3 separate regions of the Mus musculus genome follow, and all the other regions are linked to region 1. Evidence: chromatin contacts called from public HiChIP or PLAC-seq data. All regions are on one chromosome and are shown on one strand. The core of a region is the stretch at or near the end of the contact, and the rest is flanking DNA. Distances in the headings are between cores, read along the strand shown. Region 1 has its middle 86 kb from the start of Gm31472. Region 2 has its middle 91 kb from the start of Lnpk. Region 3 has its middle 130 kb from the start of Lnpk.

Region 1 (2,860 bases), core at 194-2,693:
TTACTTCCTAGTCCTATTTGAAACAGAAGAAAACAATACTTTTGTCCTACTCTATGCAAGTGCCATTCACAAGGTTGAGGCTTGCAGGGAGGGTGGCCATGGTCCCGTGAGGTGTGAGCTCTCCCTCATCTTTCCCTCTCTAAGGCTCCCTAATAGACACAGCACAGATCAATGCATTCTTGACATAAAATAGGTTGGGGAGAATTTTTCAGTGGTCAGAAAGCCACTAAGTTAGTGGTGTTGACACCATAGAAGAAAACTCTTGAGTTCTATCCTGCCTTCTCCAAGGCCTCTGTCAGTACCTTTCCTGAATGGGGTTTTTGTTTTGTTTTTAAGCGATCTTCTTGACATCCAGGCACCATCTTCAACTGCAGGAGTTGGCAGATGACTCTAAAACAGAGCACAGGACAGCATCCTGAAGCATCTCCATGGGCCCTGCAGGAATGCCCAGCAAAGAACATTCCTGGAAGGTACACGCGGAGACAGCTAAGCCTCTCATGGAAGTCAGATACACCATCCAGTTGCCACACACATTCTAGCCTCTTTGCTTTTTTACACAGCTCTAAAAGTGTCAGGAGGAGGACCCTGAACTGTCAATGTTCCTGTAAACTTTCATAAGAAAGAGAGATTATTTTACAAATAGACTAAAATAAAAGGACTAAAAGACCAAAAGTTTAACGGACAGAATGATGGCACTTCTGCCACAGGCTCGTCCTGTAACCCCTTTCTTCTTCGGTTCGCCTCAGCTATGGCATGAGCACTGTGACCCCTCCCTGCCAGGGCCATACACGAGGATCAAGCACGATGACATGTGTGAAAGTGCTTTGAAAAGCGACTGGTCCGGCTCCTGTGTGGCACTATGATTATCCTTACTAATGTCAGCTAGTGCCAGAGCTGTTCACGGCTATTAGCAAAATCCAATTCCTTTTGTTTGAGTTTTGCCTGTAGAAAGCAATAAAGTGGAATAACTACCCATTAGTCAGTAGTCTACATTCACCAGAACAGCTGAAGCACCAAATATTTTTTCCCTAAAAGCAGAATGCTAAACCCGTGTTATCTTGGGAGATGGTGGGGGGGGGGGGCGCGTAGAAGGAGTGTTGCTGAGTCAAAATGGAGAGTAGATTGGGAAAATGCAGCTGGAGGTTGGAGGAAACAATCTAAGAGGCTTCTTTTCCCTTCTGAGAAAGAGCCGAATCTACATCTCAGATAAGAGTCAGAAAGAAAGGTTAGCTGCAACGCAGGTCCGCCATTGGTCAGCATTACGGGCTAGAAAACGTAGTGCAATCCATTCTCCTCTGCCATGCAGTTCTGAATAATAGCAATTTGCCCACCAGCTAACCACCTCAGCACAAACCCTGGCAGGCTCCTGCTGAGTCTCCGAAAGCCTACTTGTCTGCAAGCGCACAGTGTACAGAGAACAACCCAACAAAGCTCGGTGCCACTGCAATGCAAACAGTCCTCAGGTCCTGCTGTGACTTGGCACACCCCGCTGGACAGCTGGAGACCGGAGAAGAGAGGCCGCTGCCAGGAACACGTGACAAGGGATTTTCAAGCAATTTTCCGGACCCCGGCAGTCTTACCAGCTTTACTATTTCATGTGCTATCAGCTACGTACAGATAGATTACGGTGCGGTGTATTCTCTATTTATACCTGATGTGAGACACAATAATAAAACACTCCAACACCTTCCCAATCCCATTTGTGAGCTGAAGCAAGAAAAAAAAAATAGGGAGACAATTTGCCACAAAAGCCTTGTGTTATGCCTAATATAATTTTGGAAATCAGCTATTGCCCCAAACAACATTTTATTACATGCATCAAAAAGATTTAGCTTGCTAAGGGTCACATAAGTGTACTCAGAATGTGTTTCAAAGCCGAGAGACACTAGAGAGAGCCAGTTTATTATACAGCGCCTTCCTTCCCCCACCCCGAAGATTGCTTGCAATGAAATGCTACCAGGGATCATTAAAAAAAGATTGCTCATTTTATGTAGCTCAAATCTCTGGAATGGTAGTTAGCTGAAATCCAGTGGCAAGAACGTGTGGAAGACAATGCCAAGAGATAAACAAGAGTAAGTTAAATCAGGAAGACAGGCTCAGCAGCAATTAGTCTAATGTAATATCATTTTTAATGTAAAGAAGCTACATTTCCTAATTTCCCCTAAAAGCCCTGGGTGCTGAATGGGTTATAATAAATGCACACAATAAAAAAAACAGGTACACTCATCTTATAAAGCAGCCTATTAACCAGAGTGCTAGTGCTGCAAAATCCGATACACAGTAAACAATGCTCTTCCTGTTCAAATAACGATGCATAGTTTATGCTTTTATACCATTTAGCACTGGGGACCACATCCATTTACCAAAATAATACCAAATTAGTACTGTAAATATTGAAATCAGACCTTTCAGGCCAACCAGTGGCCTAATTTTCTCTTCAATCTGCTCTTAATCTCAATTCATCAATAACACTACCTTATTATCGGACTTTGACAGCAAGCTAAGGCTTTTGATAAATGATACATCTCAGGCCAGATTTAAAATTTGAATCTCCAGTGCTAATTATCTGTACAGGCCTAGTTAATAACGAGATTTCTTGTTAAGTATCTGATCACAGCATGGGCATCATTTGTCAAGATCCTCAAGTCTACCTTAGAGACCGACTCTTCGAATCCTCCCTTGCCTACCATATGTAAAACTGGGATCTTTGTTTCTATAATAACCTTTTATTAGGAAGCTGACATAATGATTAAGTTCTCTGTAGACACACACAATGAATTAGACAATTACCCTTGCTGCTTTAAACCACTCAGACTCCTAGCAAGACAAAATAATTAATATTGAATTTTAATTTGATGTG
Region 2 (2,860 bases), core at 253-2,752, 420 kb before region 1:
TTTCCTCCCTCTCCTTGGACTGATGAGCCCAGTTGAGGTTCAATCTATCCATAAGATGGGATGCCAGAATCGTGCCTGCCAAGCCGGATCCCTCCAGTAAAGACCTGAGATGCCTTTAAAAACCCCATCTGTAGCCAAAGTGTTATTCACTCAGATAAGTGGTTGTGGTACCTCTGTGGGTACAAAACTTTTACAGACTTAGGCTCATTCTTTAATTTAATCTTGCTTCCCGGGCCTCCATGTGGTGCTAATGCTGCAAGTCTCGGAGGAGCTGGTTACCCAGCCTGGTAGACAAATCAACAAAAGCAACGAGTTCCTAAATCTGCGGCACAGGCTATAAACTCTCAATGTGTTCTCATCTGCTGGAAAGGGCATTCAATCTCCAGCAGACACGTACTTTTCTTGTATTTACAGGTTCAGCCCAAACATTAATGGGAAAATTCCATTTCTCAATAAGGTTAAACATACCTCGTACGGGAGCCCAGAGCTGGGCTTGGCTCTTCATCCAGAGAACATTGTAGCTTCGTTCCCTCTTATTTTCCTTGTATGTCTTGGTCTCTTAGAGCTTAATTTTATTTACTTGCAAAATGAAGGGGAAAAAAATTGGAAAGACTTACAGTGGAAAATGTCTTTATAGACTCTTCCATTGAGTAGGCAGCCAAAAAACCTAAATCAATTAATAAGCAATCAAATTTACTTAATGTTATAAATTGCTCAGGGAAGCCCTGTGGCTGTTGGTCTGAGTTGCTAAGGAGTTGGAAGAGGGTAAAGCAGCATATTTTTGTAGGAAGTTTTGTAGGAATACACTGGCATAGGGGCTGCTATTGAAATCCTATTCAGACGCAACATTATTTTTTGTTAAATAGTTGAATCAATTCAAACATCTGGACAAACGTAAGAGTTTTTTAAAAATGTCATGGACTAAATGTTTCACATATCTTCTCACTCTTTGATGGCACTAGACTGGAAAACAATTTGGAGAAAACAAATTTTTATGAAAATGCTGGAGATGAATATGCAAAACCTAGCTGATGATCTTTCCAGGGCCGACGCCCAGTGAGAACTTCAGGGAGGGAAGTAAGTGAGAGTTTGGACTTTCTCGAGGGATCCCTAGGTAATTGTGATGTGCAGCCATGGCTAGCTGGGGAACCACAGACCCGGGGCCTACCAGCTGCTCTTCATCTCCATGGCAACAGGGGAAGAAGCAGGCATTAACTGTGGCACTAAGTATTTAGGGTGATGTGAGTTTGTGTTTAATTACTAGATTTGCATTTGCCGTTATAACCCGTTAGTGGCTATCTTCTCTGTGGCCTGTGCCTACGATCTGGGTAAGCTGCCTCCTGGTGAATGCTTTTGGTTATAGAGTCTTATAGGCATTTACAAAACACACATAAAGGAGCGTTATATTAGAAACCAATATAACTTTTTCTCTAGGGACTCATACTGTTAAAATTAGAGCATAGAACATAGATCTAATTTTAAGTATAAACAATGGAATAAAGTAGAACAGTGTATAAGTCAATATAATATGCCCAGATACACATTAAAGAGCAGTGCTTAGCAAGCCTTGACTATTACAATGCATATTTAATCTAATCCTGGTGTGCGTTGCTGGGACCAAACTGGAAAGAGAGTGTATTTGACTTTATTAGACATTAGAGTTCTCTGTCGCTTGTTCTCAAAACTCTCCTTCCCTTGAGTTTATGGAAAGAAGTGTGCTTTTCCTGTAACGTCGGGCATCATGGAGGAAGGTTAACATTAATACTGTGCATACAGTTTTCCCTCTGAACATTTTATATTTTGTTTGCTTGTTTCCTGCTCTCCATTTACAGAGATGTCTGCTCCTCCCACAGAATCACATTAGATTTCTTTTTCCCTCCTGTCAAGAGAAGGTTTTGCCTAAGTCAACTCTTCTCCCCAAGCTCCCTGTGCACGAGGCTTTATAAAGTCCTTCAGTACGCCTCTGTTATTTATCAAAACCATGACGATACGGAATGTATTAAAGCTGGAACATTGCTCAATTTCATCTTTTTTTTTTTCTTTTTCAAATCAGGAAGTGTCTTTAAACAAAACCGAGTGTTGACTACATGTTGTGTGTGCATCCCCTGATCCATCTTAGGGAAGAAATGCTTATCTTACTACCTGAAGTCCATGCAAATCACGGGGGGAAATTAAAGAATGATTACATGGCTTCATAACCAAGTTTAGTTGTGCAAATAGACTTAAAGTCATTTTTAAAGATCTGGAATTCAACTTTCTCAATTGTGGTCTTGAATAGGCAGGAAGACAAACATTGCTTACAATCTATAGTGGCTTTTTTTTTTTTCGTAAAACTGTGAGGAAGGAAACCACACATTACTTGAAAATCTTTTACAATTAGAAAACATTGTAAAATCAGTGTTATATATGCTGTAGAAAACCAGGGAAACACAATTTAAAAAAAAAGAAAAGAAAAGTAGAAAAAAAAAACCCCAAGCTTCATTTCTAAAGGGTAGAACAGTTGATACTTTTAACAGAATTATGAATTATAAAAATAGATTAATAACTCAGAAAGGTCTTATAGGAGATTAAAGTTATTTTTCCTATCATGTTACTATTTGATAATATATTTAATAGCAGAATGCCCTAAATGGACATTGTAGGAATTTAAGTAAGAATTCCTAACAATTATTTTGTGTTTCAACTAAGCCAAATCGGCACTTACTCTTCCCTCGCCAGTGCTGGAGAGCTGCCCTCAGGAGGCAATCAGTTATTTATCACAGAATCATTTCCTGGGACGATACTGTGGGTTAATGGTGTTGCATCAGTAATATTGTGAAATGTCTACAGACCAATGTTATGAAAAAAATCAAAATTTCAA
Region 3 (2,860 bases), core at 159-2,658, 390 kb before region 1:
CACCCATGGTTTCACCAACCCCTGCAAGGCATTAGGCAAGGCGGCTACGTCCATGGAGCAGAGGGAGTAGATCCATTCTGCTTTCAAAGAGCCTGAGAACATTGTTGTGCTTTCCTGCGTACATTCTTTAAACTACTGCTTCCTCTTGGCTCAGCTGTGGGCAAGAGCATTTCACAGCATCTCCTCTATAGCCTGTGATGAGAAGGGTCCTCAAGGTGAGAGGACACACTGTGCCTGACTCTGGACAGAAGCGGGCAGTTCTGGCCCACCAGCTGCCTGCTTAAGATTTAGCTGCTGAGCAATGCCTGCACCCAGAGCTTAGGACCACATCTAAAAATAAGGCAGTGACCATATTCCACCTGCTCCACTGTGGTCCAGAATCCTCTGGTGACATTTTAGCATGCAGGGCTGGGAGGGTGCAGTCTCATGTAGGAAACTTCTCTTCCTCCTGTCTCCAGCCATTCAGGAAAATCATTGTTGGGATCATGGGGGTGGTGTGGTAGGGTCCTGCCCAGAAGCCTTATAGAGGGAAGCAATGAAGCCAGCCTTTCCTCGTTGGCTCTCTTAATAGACATTTTACACGAAAACTTCCAGGGCTAATTGTGGTGAAAATGTGCCAGGTAGACCCCTTTCATGCCAACTGTAATTAATAATGTTATAGCCTTCAAGGCCATAATGTTCATTAGTTATTAATTAGTAATTCATTTTGTTGAATAAATAATACTTGTGATTGATGACAGAACTTGTAATTGGACACTAGAAGTGACCCTCTTGGGGCTGGCATACCAGCAAGGATTAAGCCACAGTACAGTAATGATAAACACAGCAGATTGTGTAGGAAAATCCAAGTTAAACAATCGTGACACAACCAAAGTACTCCTTCTCGACATGAGAAGGGTCTATTGTCAGGCTCCACGTGTCCTGGGCCCAAGTGCCTTAATCGTTTCTGTCCATATACCATTGGGCTCCCATTTCCTCTTAAAACATCTCTTCTGCCTCCCCAAAGCAAGTGTCCTTTGCTAGATAATCCTATTGACGTTGAATTACTCTTATAATAGGTGCTTTCAAAATATTGTTACGACACAAACGCTCACACTTGTGGGGGGGGGGGGTGGGGAGGCGGGGAGAGAAGTGTTTTTCCAAAAAGGTAATGATTGAAAATTTTTATTTGAAATGATTCCTAAGATTAAATTCACTTTAGATTAACAGATTTTCCTGCCCAATTGATTTTCTGGCATCCATGTAGTGATCCAGCAGAGATAAAATGGGGGTTCATTTAGTCCACTGCTCGGAAGGGAAACACAAGCCTGGCAAACAGATGCAACAGCACTTCTTTCTCGCCTGCTCGGTGGGAACAGGACAACCGGATCCAGCCAGCTGCTGACCAGATGCTGCATTCAATTAATATTCCACTCCTCAAAGACATTCCCTGCTCCTTCTCAAGAGCAGAGCAGCCGGAGTCATAAAGAGGCTCACTCAAGTCCTGTGTTATTTTGGGTTTTTTTCCAGAGAGCATGCTATAATGGCTAAATTGCTTGAAAGAAATTAGCACGAAAAATAAACATAGTTTGTACAGTATCTGTAAAACAAATTCCCAATCTTGAGAAAGTAGAGAGAGACAAAGCCAAGCTTGCATTTAACAAGCACACGCAATGCAATGCTTCATTAAGACGGAGCTTTTTCTTTCTTTCTCCACCCCCCCTCGCAGCCCCCCACCCCGCTTCCCCCAATTTAAAAAGGGTTAATAAACTCGAAGATATCATTGCTAGTTAAAGAGGTCCTGCACCATTTTAAGGGAAGTAAGAGGCTACAAAGGAGACAGTTAAAAAGAAACGGGGAGAGTGTGTTGTAATGCTAACAGGCAATTAACAAACTCATGGGTGTTAATTATCTTCATACTGTATCATGTTCAATTAGCTTAGTCTCTGCAACAAAGGCTACGATGAACAATTGCTTTGATAGGCGTACAGTACTTCATTTGTAGTTAATCGGTTTAAGCCCTGCAGTTGCTAGGTTACCTGTCTCCAGAGGTAAAAGGCTATACAGATGCACTATGTTTAAATGACTACAGAGAACTGTTTAAACTCAAACCATGTATAACTCTTTATTGATTTTTCACAGAAGATCTCAGGTCTGATGATAAGGTTTTGATATATTTTCCTGCTACAGCCGGTTCCTTGGAGTATTGCAGAAAAAAAAATCTGTCAATATGCTTCTATTATGATCTCTTGATCTGTGCCTATAAAAACCTTTAGCCGCAGCCCTTATTATAAATAATGGAAGAAGCAATATCTGATTTTTTTCCACACCATACTACATGGAGATTTTTTTTTCTTCATTGCCTTTGGATCTAAATCACAGGACTTCTATATCCATGCTCTAAAATAATAAAGAAGATTTTTCTAGCTCTAATTAATTTGATTGACTCTCAGCAGGACGGGATCAGCTGTAGCATCATGAACTTTAACAATAACTACCAACTGATGGGCAGTTCGCATCAATAAGACCATCACTGGGCCCCCTCTCACCTGTCACCAGGCAGGGAGTGAGCAATATCCAGCCCCCCGCAGATGCTCCCCGCTTAGCGCTTTCTGCCCTATTAGCAATTTATAATGGTGATCAAGAAAACAGTCAGAGGCGAATCAAGACAACTGTCTGGCTGCCTGTTTAATTGGCCTTGTTTGCTTTTTGATAAATGGCTTGTGACTACTCTAGGCCCCTGTATTTTGACTTTTAATAGGCCACAGTGATTAGACTACCAACAGATACTAGGTCAAAACCGAGGAAAGGTGCAAAAAATGTTAATTAATATCAATAATAGGCAATTATTAGTTAGACAGAAGGACCTACTAGCTGGGTG

What was found. HiChIP or PLAC-seq counts read pairs in DNA pulled down with a chosen protein or histone mark.
Region 2: a contact with region 1 is called in an H3K4me3 HiChIP or PLAC-seq map of embryonic basal ganglia, with 3 times the contacts expected there. The contact joins two enhancer-like sites. A contact is called at or near these places in 5 of 484 Hi-C or Micro-C datasets (the HL-1 cell line, embryonic stem cells and hematopoietic stem and progenitor cells) and 1 of 115 datasets of contacts at active chromatin or transcription factors (embryonic basal ganglia).
Region 3: an H3K4me3 HiChIP or PLAC-seq map of embryonic basal ganglia shows a contact between it and region 1, with 5 times the contacts expected there. The contact joins two enhancer-like sites. A contact is called at or near these places in 4 of 484 Hi-C or Micro-C datasets (embryonic fibroblasts, embryonic stem cells, nephron progenitors and 1 more), 6 of 115 datasets of contacts at active chromatin or transcription factors (astrocytes, embryonic basal ganglia, embryonic hindbrain and 3 more) and 1 of 9 other capture datasets (embryonic stem cells).

The regions. Positions count from the first base shown.
Region 1 is chr2:74,062,559-74,065,418 of GRCm38.p6, reverse strand. No RefSeq gene overlaps it. Among named protein-coding and RNA genes, the nearest start is that of Gm31472, 86 kb to the right of the region's middle. Within about 2 kb of position 1,443, at least 20 of the 459 cell types and tissues checked have an H3K27ac peak or open chromatin away from gene starts, as enhancers often do. A contact at or near this core is called in embryonic basal ganglia, where this site is marked.
Region 2 is chr2:74,486,958-74,489,817 of GRCm38.p6, reverse strand. No RefSeq gene overlaps it. Among named protein-coding and RNA genes, the nearest start is that of Lnpk, 91 kb to the left of the region's middle. Within about 2 kb of position 1,502, at least 6 of the 459 cell types and tissues checked have an H3K27ac peak or open chromatin away from gene starts, as enhancers often do. A contact at or near this core is called in embryonic basal ganglia, where this site is marked.
Region 3 is chr2:74,450,344-74,453,203 of GRCm38.p6, reverse strand. No RefSeq gene overlaps it. Among named protein-coding and RNA genes, the nearest start is that of Lnpk, 130 kb to the left of the region's middle. Within about 2 kb of position 1,408, at least 38 of the 459 cell types and tissues checked have an H3K27ac peak or open chromatin away from gene starts, as enhancers often do. A contact at or near this core is called in embryonic basal ganglia, where this site is marked.